Linked DNA regions of Zea mays: regions 2 and 3 are each linked to region 1. The links are chromatin contacts, called in public Hi-C maps. All regions are on one chromosome and are shown on one strand. The core of a region is the stretch at or near the end of the contact, and the rest is flanking DNA. Distances in the headings are between cores, read along the strand shown.

What was found. Hi-C and Micro-C count contacts between places; a contact is called where the count stands out from the background.
Region 2: a contact with region 1 is called in a Hi-C map of bundle sheath, with 5 times the contacts expected there. The contact joins the promoter of LOC100383280 here to the promoter of LOC103653981 in region 1. A contact is called at or near these places in 2 of 25 Hi-C or Micro-C datasets (bundle sheath and ear).
Region 3: a contact with region 1 is called in a Hi-C map of bundle sheath, with 5 times the contacts expected there. The contact joins the promoter of LOC100384452 here to the promoter of LOC103653981 in region 1. A contact is called at or near these places in 9 of 25 Hi-C or Micro-C datasets (bundle sheath, ear, endosperm and 3 more) and 1 of 3 datasets of contacts at active chromatin or transcription factors (leaf).

The regions. Positions count from the first base shown.
Region 1 is chr4:166,722,793-166,725,880 of Zm-B73-REFERENCE-NAM-5.0, forward strand. It overlaps LOC103653981, which reads right to left and starts at 1,532. Exons shown (of 2, transcript NM_001369246.1): 1 at 26-1,532. The coding sequence starts at 1,385. It also overlaps the pseudogene LOC103653982.
Region 2 is chr4:167,081,414-167,084,501 of Zm-B73-REFERENCE-NAM-5.0, forward strand. It overlaps LOC100383280, which reads right to left and starts at 1,588. Exons shown (of 4, transcript NM_001367237.1): 1 at 680-1,588. The coding sequence starts at 1,527.
Region 3 is chr4:167,050,947-167,054,034 of Zm-B73-REFERENCE-NAM-5.0, forward strand. LOC100384452 (AT-hook motif nuclear-localized protein 29) reads right to left here and starts at 1,530. Exons shown (of 2, transcript NM_001322106.1): 1 at 1,100-1,530; 2 at 1-820. The coding sequence starts at 636.

The DNA of each region.
Region 1 (3,088 bases), core at 282-2,781:
ATGAGCATGACAAGGAGTTCCTTACCGATGAGCTTGACGAGATTCCGGTGGCGGAGGCGGTTGATGATGCCGAGCTCGGCGAGGAAGTCCTCCTGCCCCTTGGTGTTGGCGCCGGAGAACTGCTTGACGGCCACCTCCATGCTGCGGCCGTTGTCCCCGGGCACGGTGGCGCGGTACACCACGCCGTACCCGCCCTGCCCCAGCTTCATCTTGTCGTCGAAGCCGTTGGTGCCTTTCCTGAGCGCCTCGTAGTCGAACTCCTTGGGCACGCCCGGGATGCTCCTCAGGTCGATGGCGCTGTGGGACACGGAGCTCGGGTCGTCCCCGACCTTCCTCCGCTTCTTCATCAGGTACAGGCCCGCGAGCAGCGCGAGCGCCGCCAGCGCGGCGGCGCACGGCGCGCCGACGGCCAGCCCGAGCTTCCAGCCGGACAGCTTCTTCGGCAGCCTGTCGTCGTCGTCGTGCAGCACCTCTACGGTCATGTTCCACATCTTGACGCAGTTGAGCTGGTAGTCGTCCGCGCCGGTGGACGCGGAGAAGCCGAAGTAGGCGTCCCTGGCGGCGACGACCGCGGAGAGGTCCAGCGACGCGTCGAGCGCGGCGGCGGACGGCTTGGTGGCGTTGGGCGAGATGTACGCCCGCAGGCGCCGCGCGGCGCCGTCGTAGTCGACCCAGACGAAGTTGCTGCCGTCGCTGGCGCCGGTGTCGGCCGGCGCGAGCTCGATGCCCAGGGCCGCGAGCGGGCAGGTGGCGCTGGAGGAGCGGACGCCGTTGACGTCGAGGCCGATGTGGTTGCCGTCGGGGTCGTAGGGCTGCTTCACCGTGTCCAGCTCCACGGCGGCGAACCCGTTGGCGCCGAGCCCGTCCGTGGACGCGTTGGTGAGGCCGAGGAACCCGCCGTGGCTGCCGGGCGGCGGGTCGGCTATCGCGGACGCGACGACGAACGCCAGCCCCTCGCCCTTGACGGACGCGTTGGTGCGGTACAGGTTGAACTGGAACACCGTGGAGAAGGACGCGACGCGGCGGCCGGCGGCGGCGGCGCTGGACGCGTTGGAGGCCCAGAGCACGAAGGGCGTGGAGTAGAAGACGCGGCCGGCCTGGTTGGCGAGGTACGTGCTGAAGTTGTTGCCGCTGTCCGGGGTGACCTGCAGCGCCCCCTGGCTGACGGTGGAGTTTCCGGTGAACGTCAGGTTGGTGGAGAGCTGGAGCCGGTTCTGGTCGAACTTGGGGAAGGAGAAGCTGGTGGTCTCCCTGCCGGTGAACGCCGTGGACTGCGCTCGCGCGCACGTGACGGAGCGGCCGGACACGCACGCGAGCAGCAGGAGCAGCGCCAGGCTGGCCGTGGCGCGGACGCCGTGGCACCAGCGCCAAGGCCCCGTCGTCATGTGCTGGCCTGCACTCTGCAGGAGCGGAGGAGAAGAGAAGAGAAGAGTGGCAGGCAGCAGAGCCGCAGCCCGCAGGGGAAGGAGGTGGTGTGGTGCTGCGGAGACGGGGTGTGCGCCGGGGACAAAGGGGTTAAGGGGCGGTTTGGAATCCACGTTATAAATTGACACTCCCTCCTCCGTTTTGAACTGTATCTTATTCAGCTATTCCCCACATCAGGTTCTCTGTTCTCAGAAACTCTGTGGCCTTCCTAGTGACGCGCCTAACAACATAACCCCATGAGACGGTGACTACGCCAGAGCCAGAATTTGGGACCACAGATCAGAAGCTTGTTTGAGCAAACAAGTGAACACCAGCAGACGGAGGGACTCTCATTGGCTCTCTCTCTCTTCATTCACACTAGTTGTATGCCCGTGCGTTGCTACGGAGTCAATTGCCTCATCAACGTTCTCCACCTTGCCTCCCTCTGCACCCTCTACCTCGGCTTCTGGCGCTTCCCAGACACCGCCACGCTCCCGCGGGGCTACGCTTTCACCGTTCAGACTTCAGACTTCGCGGCTCCCCAACCTTTCAAGATACTGGGCCTTGCACCCTGCTTGCCGTCCACAGTCATCTCCATTCCCGCTGACTCCATGCCATCGAACGACTTGGCGGGGCTGTACGGAGCTTTGCTCACGACCCTGTTTCGTGCCATCATTTATTTAATCACTTGAAATCAGTAGATCCACGATAAAAAAAAGTTATACTAAGAAACAATTCTAAACTCAGTTCTAAGATAAGGCAAAAACAGGCATCTAAAGCTTACATCAGAAAAAAAAATGGTGCTAGTTTGCAACCTTGAGACTGGATCTTTAAGTGGCCAGCTTTTCCAAATAGAACAGGATAATACACAGGAACATCCCGATTCTCAGATATGTTATTTTCCTAACAGGGGAAAACATGGTATTTGGAGCAGCTAAATGGGGGTAATGTTGGTTTTTGTATCTACTGCTGGTCCCAGAACTCTGTCTTGTGTTAATATCGATTTGCAGATTTTTAAAAAAAAAATTCAAGGGAGTTACATGATCCAAGTAGAGATGGCAATGGGTACCCGAAACCCGAAACCCGATGGGTTTTTACCCCATTAGGGTACGGGTTTGGGCTAATTTTCATACCCATGGGTTTGTTAATGGACATAAATCTGTACCCAGCGGGTTTATGGGTACGGGTTTGTTCCTATAGTACCCAAACTCGTGAACCCGTGGGTTTTTTAAACCCGACCAAACCTAGTGTATATTGTCATTTTATTTTATAAACGAACAAAAAACTTGTTATTCCTTATTTACTTCATAATTTTTACCAATAGGTGAATGTATCAGTAGTCAGTGAGAGTGTTGCTTGCTTGCTATTATAGTTTTTACTAGCGTTATATATGTGGTGGATGAATAACTTAGTGTAAGGTCACTTAATTATACAACTTATTATTTGTATTTCATTATCTCTACTAATAATTTTTATACCAAATCATGAACTCGTTGTTCATTACATAGATTTTGGATCATGATATCATTAATCATTACGATACTTATTGATTATGAGAAGATAAGTATATTGGAGATGAAACCCGCGGGTAACCCATGGGTACCCGTTAACCCGATGGGTACGGGTTTGGGCAAAATCTCAAACCCGTCATGGGTACGGGTTTTTTAATGGGCATAGATATTTT
Region 2 (3,088 bases), core at 338-2,837, 360 kb after region 1:
CAAAACCAGTTACTAGGATCAACTGCCCTTCTTTCTAAGAACATATGCCCACAGTTACTAGGGAGTACGAAAACCATATGATAGTAAGCCCACATGCCATGAGTAAGCCATTGACATTCCCTGTGGTTTCAACAAACACAACAGGACAATTCAAGGGCAACACTTCAGAAGTATAAATTGGTATCATTTGTAAATATCCTGTGGCTGGATAAACGCAATACGAACAAGAACAATTCAAGGACGACTTTTCAGAGAGTATAAACAGTAATCATCCGAATTCCAAAATGACCAATAATGAATCCCAGAAAATAAGGAAACATAAGTACATAATGCTACTGATAGTACAATGTGAGGTAATTGTTGTTGCCTCAACTAGAGCATGTTGAATTTGGAATACGCTAATAAGCTGCATAGTGCATCCTATCACCATCACCCAAATAAGAAAAGGACACTTGCTTGTGGTCAATCACCTGACCTTATAAAATACAAATACCATGTCATTCTAGCCGTCAACATCATGACAATAGTCAAACGGCACAAGAGAAACTTAAAAGATGTACCAAAGGAATGCATTTTTAACTACTATCAGTGTATCTCCGCACTATCATCTAAGTAGACTCATATCCCATTTTAAGTAAGCATGCAATCTTCAGGTAGGCAATTGGAAAAGGATGTCTACCTATTGAAGACAGCAGCCAGAGTCTCGAAATTGGTGTGTGTCTCGACGAACGCCTTGAGCTCCGCAGCCCTCTTGATCGATGGCAACTTGACGACAGGCGCACGAGACATTGCATCCCGGAGCAGCACGCTGAAGGCGCCCCCAGACGCAGCGATGGCTCTGCAGCCGCGGTTGACGCTGGCCACGAGACATCCCTCGGTGGTAGCCATGGGAACATGGTACTGTTTCCCATCCAGGAGCAGCGGCCCGGCGACCCCGACCGGCATCTGCACGTACCCAACGGGCATCTCGCAGCATTGTCCCAGGATGGCCTGGTAGTCCATCCCGTCGAGCGGGAGCCCCTCAACGCCCCGCCCCGTCATCCGCCGTAGCGCCTCCCGCCGCAGCCTGGCAGCGCGGCGGCAGTCTCCGAGGCGCGACTCGAGGTGGTGCGACGGCAGCGCCCCGGACACCACAGCGGCGACGATCTCCTCGTCCTCGCCCTCCGCCCCGCCATGCAATGCCTCCGGCGCGTCGGCGGCGGCGGCGCGCGTTTGGTCGGCGGAGCCGCCCTGGTCGCGGCAGGCGGGGGTCTCGGGGTTCGCAGATGGGATACCAGTACCGCAAGGGCTGAAGAGGTACACGATGGAGGCCAGCTGGCAGACCACGGTAACGAACTCGCGGCCACCGAGCGGGAACCGGAGACGTCGGTCTCTGTCGCTGCAGAGGCGGAGCAGGTCGCAGGAGGAGAGCACGAGCGAGATCATCGCCAGGCCGTTGGTGATCCACGCCGGGATGGGCAGCGAGCCCCCCGCGGCGAGCGCCCTCAGCGCCGCCGCGATGCGGCCTCCGAGCCGGCGCACGTCCATCCACCACCGCTCGGGCTTAACCGGCCACCGTCAGCGGTGTCAAGCGGAGCGCGTCTGCGCGTGCGCTCGACGATTGTGTGTCGTGACTCGTGCGTGCTGCTGGTGCCTGGTCGTGCAGGAGGCCAGGAGGGTAGGGTGCGTAGGCGCGTAGCATAGCATGCCGTGCGGGACCAACGCTCAACGCTGTGCGGCCTGCGGGGGGTGCTCGGTTCGTTGACGATGATCGGACGGACGCGGTCACGCGGAGTGGCCGCGGGGGTTTCTCGCACTGATCACTGATGTGCACGGAACCCGCAAGGCCGCAGCGGCGGAAGGGGCGGGGCAGCGTGACGGGCAATCGGGCAAACGAGCGGACAGGGACCGGGCACGGGGCCCGCGCCGCCGCCTCGGCCCTCGGCGACCCGACTGTCGGGCAGGTTTGGTCAGACTTGTCAGTTTTGCTTTTGCCCTTTGCCGTCATGACGATGCGTTGTTTGTAGCTGTGAGTTGCGGCGACCATGACACGTGTTGGGGAGCCGTCTGAGCGCTAAACGCATGACTGAGGGAACCGGGGAGGAGTGTTTGTTTATTATATAAATATTAAATATAGTATAATTATAAATTTAAGGGTATATTTGGGAGAGCTTTGTTTGAACAATTGTAGCCTTAGTGTTCCAGATTTATCATAAAACATCTCTTGATATTTCATAAAACATCTCTTGATATTTCGTGCGAAAGAACCGAAGTGATATGTTATATAACCATTGACATAGTGGGTAATTTTCGTACAACTTTAAGAGGATGAAAGTAGAGGTGGCAACGTCAAATTCCCCGTCCGGGGTTGAGCTTCCTGTTAAGAACCCTTTGCTACCGAGTGTAGTCTAAAGGCTCCTTAACTCATAAACACATGAGACACAAAGATATATGGGACACTGTTATTCTCATTTATCTATTCTGCTCCCTAGTTACAACAAATGGTAGTGTTCTCCTCTATATATAGTGCAAAGTTAGGGTTTCGACTAGATGGGCCACATGGGCCTTCGGGGCCCAAAGTGGTTTCTTAACACTCCCCTTGGCCCTCTTGCCGCGAGATGCACATGTCCCAAAACTCCATAAAAACCCGGTGGGAAAGATTTAGAGAAAGAGTACATGACTCACGCTTGCTGTGTTGCATGATTTGTCTCATTAAAAACCTTACGTGAGAAACTTCTATTGAAAACACACTTAAGGGGAAAAGAGTACAAATCACCTTTTTCTTCATTTAATCTTAAGACTATAATTAGGTATTTGAACTTCATGCTCAAAATTCAATTTAGGAGTATGCAAATTTCTTCCCCTGAGAACCACACTTTTAAGTCTTTTATAATTGCTTCAAGTCCATCCTTTCAATGATGGGTGCAATGCTTAAATGTAGATTTACAAGATCCTCTTGCGCCTTATTATGCAAGACTCTAACGTAGTTCATCATATGCCTTCTTGATCATACATTAATGGGATTTTCATACATAGCACATATCCCATCAATACTTATGCAACACAAGCTTCTTTATTTCATAAGTTGGTAGTGGGGATTCCTTAAACC
Region 3 (3,088 bases), core at 280-2,779, 330 kb after region 1:
GCCCACCACGCTCCCGCCGACGACCTGGCCCTGCCCGCCGGAGAGGAACACCGTGAGGCCGCTGGCGCCGGGGGGAGCGGGCGGCGGCAGCACCGTGCCGGTGAGGGAGAGGATCTCCAGCCGGCCCCTCAGCGTGGCCACCATGCTCCCGGGGGGCGACGCGCCGGGCTGCCTGAGCGCCACGTTGGCGACGGCGCCCCCGCCGCTGAGCACGCACACGCCGCGGCCCCGGCGCCGCGCGAACTCCGCGACGCAGTCCACGACGTCGGCGCCCGCCGCCACCTCCAGCACGTGCGAGTGCAGCGCGTTGGGGCTGTCGCGCGTCACGATGATGGGCGGCTTGGGCTTGTTCTTGGAGCCCGCCGGGCGGCCGCGCGGCCGCCGCGTGGGCGTGCCCGTTCCGCTGCCCCCACCCTCGACTGGGACCATGGCCGACGAGGACGGCTGGTCGCCGCCGGCCCCGCTCCCGCCAGCGTCGGCCTCGCCGACGACGGGGCTCTTGTCTGGAGACATCCTGTGGTGCTCCATCTTGACGTGGGAATTGGGCGACAGCGGCGAGGGCTGCTGCTGCTGCGGCCGCAGCAGCTGGTGGAAGTAGCGCGAGCTGCCGCCCCCGCCTGGGTCCATTCCGGGCATGCCCGTGTCATCTGGCCGCTCCCACCACTTGCCGGCCGCCAGCTTCACGGTCTCTGGTGGATCGGGCGCGCTCCAGTCGACAGCTCCAATCGCCGCCACACCAGCTTGCTTACCTCGACAGCTCCAAGTCGCCGGCCGCCACCAACGACAGCACCGCTGCACGGCTAGAGACCTCTGTCTGGACCTGGACACGGCAGGGAAGCATTCGGCTCTTATAAGGCAGCTTAATTTGCATGCCACAGTGCATCAGAAGCGCAAAGCCGAGAAGCGACAAACAAGGCATGATCAGCTTAACAGGAAACGATAGATCTTCTCCTTTCCGATACTCCAAACCTTTTTGACTTGTCTTGGCAGGAATCTAGTGATGATCGAATTGCAGATGCGCGCTAACCGGCCGGCAAAGAGGAGTACTGGCTGGCTAGTCTAGCTTGTTCTTTACCTCCGGCAGAAGCGAGCTACGTACCTTATCTCCTCGACGACGACGCTGTGCTGCGGAAGCTTCGTTCTACCTTTAGCAACCCCGTCGGCTGCCTCACTCCGCGTGAAAGGCAGCAAGCAGCAAGCGAGAGGGGGCAGGCAAGGAGAGGCCGCTTATAGGTGCAGGGACGGGCTAGTGAGGGAGCGAGAAGAAGGGTCTAGACGTGGCGGCGGGTGCAGCTATATGGCAGGCACGGGGCGGATCAGCAGAGCCACCGTACCGACGCGCGGAGGGAGTCGGAGAGACGGACGGGACGGGAGAGCGTGCGGCGGGCGCGGTCCCCGAATTAAAGGCAGGTCGAGAGGGGAACGGCGGCCGGGGATGGGGATGGCGCTGCTGAATGCTGATAAGATCCCTGCCTTTCCCTCTCTGACCCTCTCTCTATCTAGTACCGCCTCCCGGTAGTCCGGTCCGGGTCCAACGATCCCATCCCACCCACCAACTCTCTCCCGTTTTTACTCAGCGAAGGGAGCTCCCAGGAAGGCCGGGCGGGGGGCGTACGAACGTGTAGGCCAGGCGGTGGCGGGCCAGCCAGCCAGCCAGGAGCAATGAAAACCCAACGCCGACGCCGAGAAGCCCGCGCGAAAAAAGCAACACGCCGTGTAGGAGTACTAGTTTGGACGGAAATGATGGCGGGCGACTATGCGCCACTCGCGAGTAGAGGAGGGCGTTCAGGTAATTTAAATTTCGGTTTTTTAAATCAATACCTGAATTTACAACGGTTTTTAGAAATACCTAAAATTTCAGGTACCTGAAATTTTAGATTCAGGTTCAGTTATTCTCGAACTACCCGAAATATTGTTTTAGCTTCATAAAAACACATGCACACTTTTAATTTTAATCAGTACACAAATACAGTTTTAATAATGATATAGACGGGCATAAAAACATAGGCCATCTGCCATCACAGGTCATGCACATTTACACATAATTATAGATACGTAAAATAATAGAATGACATTAGTACATGACACATGAAATTCGGTTAATTCGGATAACCCGCAATAATTCGGGTCTTGCATGTTGCTACCCCGAATAAATTTTGAGTTTCATTTATTTCGGTTTCGAGTTTCCGGGTTTTGAGTTTAGGGCTTTTTGCCTAGACCTACTTGTGAGTAGGGCAGCGGACGACTATAGTTGTACATGTGGACCGTGGCTGATGGGCGGCTCGAAGCATGCAAAAAACATGGCCTAGACGAAATATTTTAGTGCTCGTTCGATCCAACCCGATATATCGGGTCTTGCTTGTACCGAGGTCACGACTTACGTGTTTTGCTAAAGGATTTATAAATTTATTGGGGTCGGATGACCCGATAACTCTCCCCTAAATTCGCCCCTGCCTTTGGGCGAATACGGGCAGAGGCGGATCTACAATGGGGGCAACGTGGGCCATGGCCCCACCTCAAATTTTAAAATATTCATAATACCATATAGGATTAGAGGGAGCAGGAGTCTTAGGAGGCAGCTCACGGGAGGTCTTCCGTCCAGCCATTGAGCCGCCCGTCCAGCCGCCACGGCCCATGGCCCATTTACTGTTCATCCAGGAGGCAGCTCTCAGGACTCAGGAGGTCTTCCGTGAATCCGTCGACCGCCGCCCGAGTCCCCACATCCCACCGCGCCACCGCCGTACTGCCCCATAGGCCATAGGCCACAGGTAAACCCCCTCCCCTGCCCCTTCTTCTTTCTTTGCGTTCGTGCTGCGCTCTATGCCTCGGCGGCTCGGCCTGTCGGCGGTCGGCCGCTCTCCCGCCATCCCGCGTGGCTGCTACTACTACTCTGCAGTCTCTGCTAGCACCGGCGCGGCGACTTGGCACTTGGCGTCCTGTACTCCTGTAGCACTAAAGGACCAAAGCAGAGTTAACAACTGATTCACGCAAGATGTTCGACGAAATGCACTAGCCCATAGAATTTCAGTTAACAACTGGTCAATTGTTGTGTGTTATCAAATAATGTTTTTATAATTTTTTAGAGCAA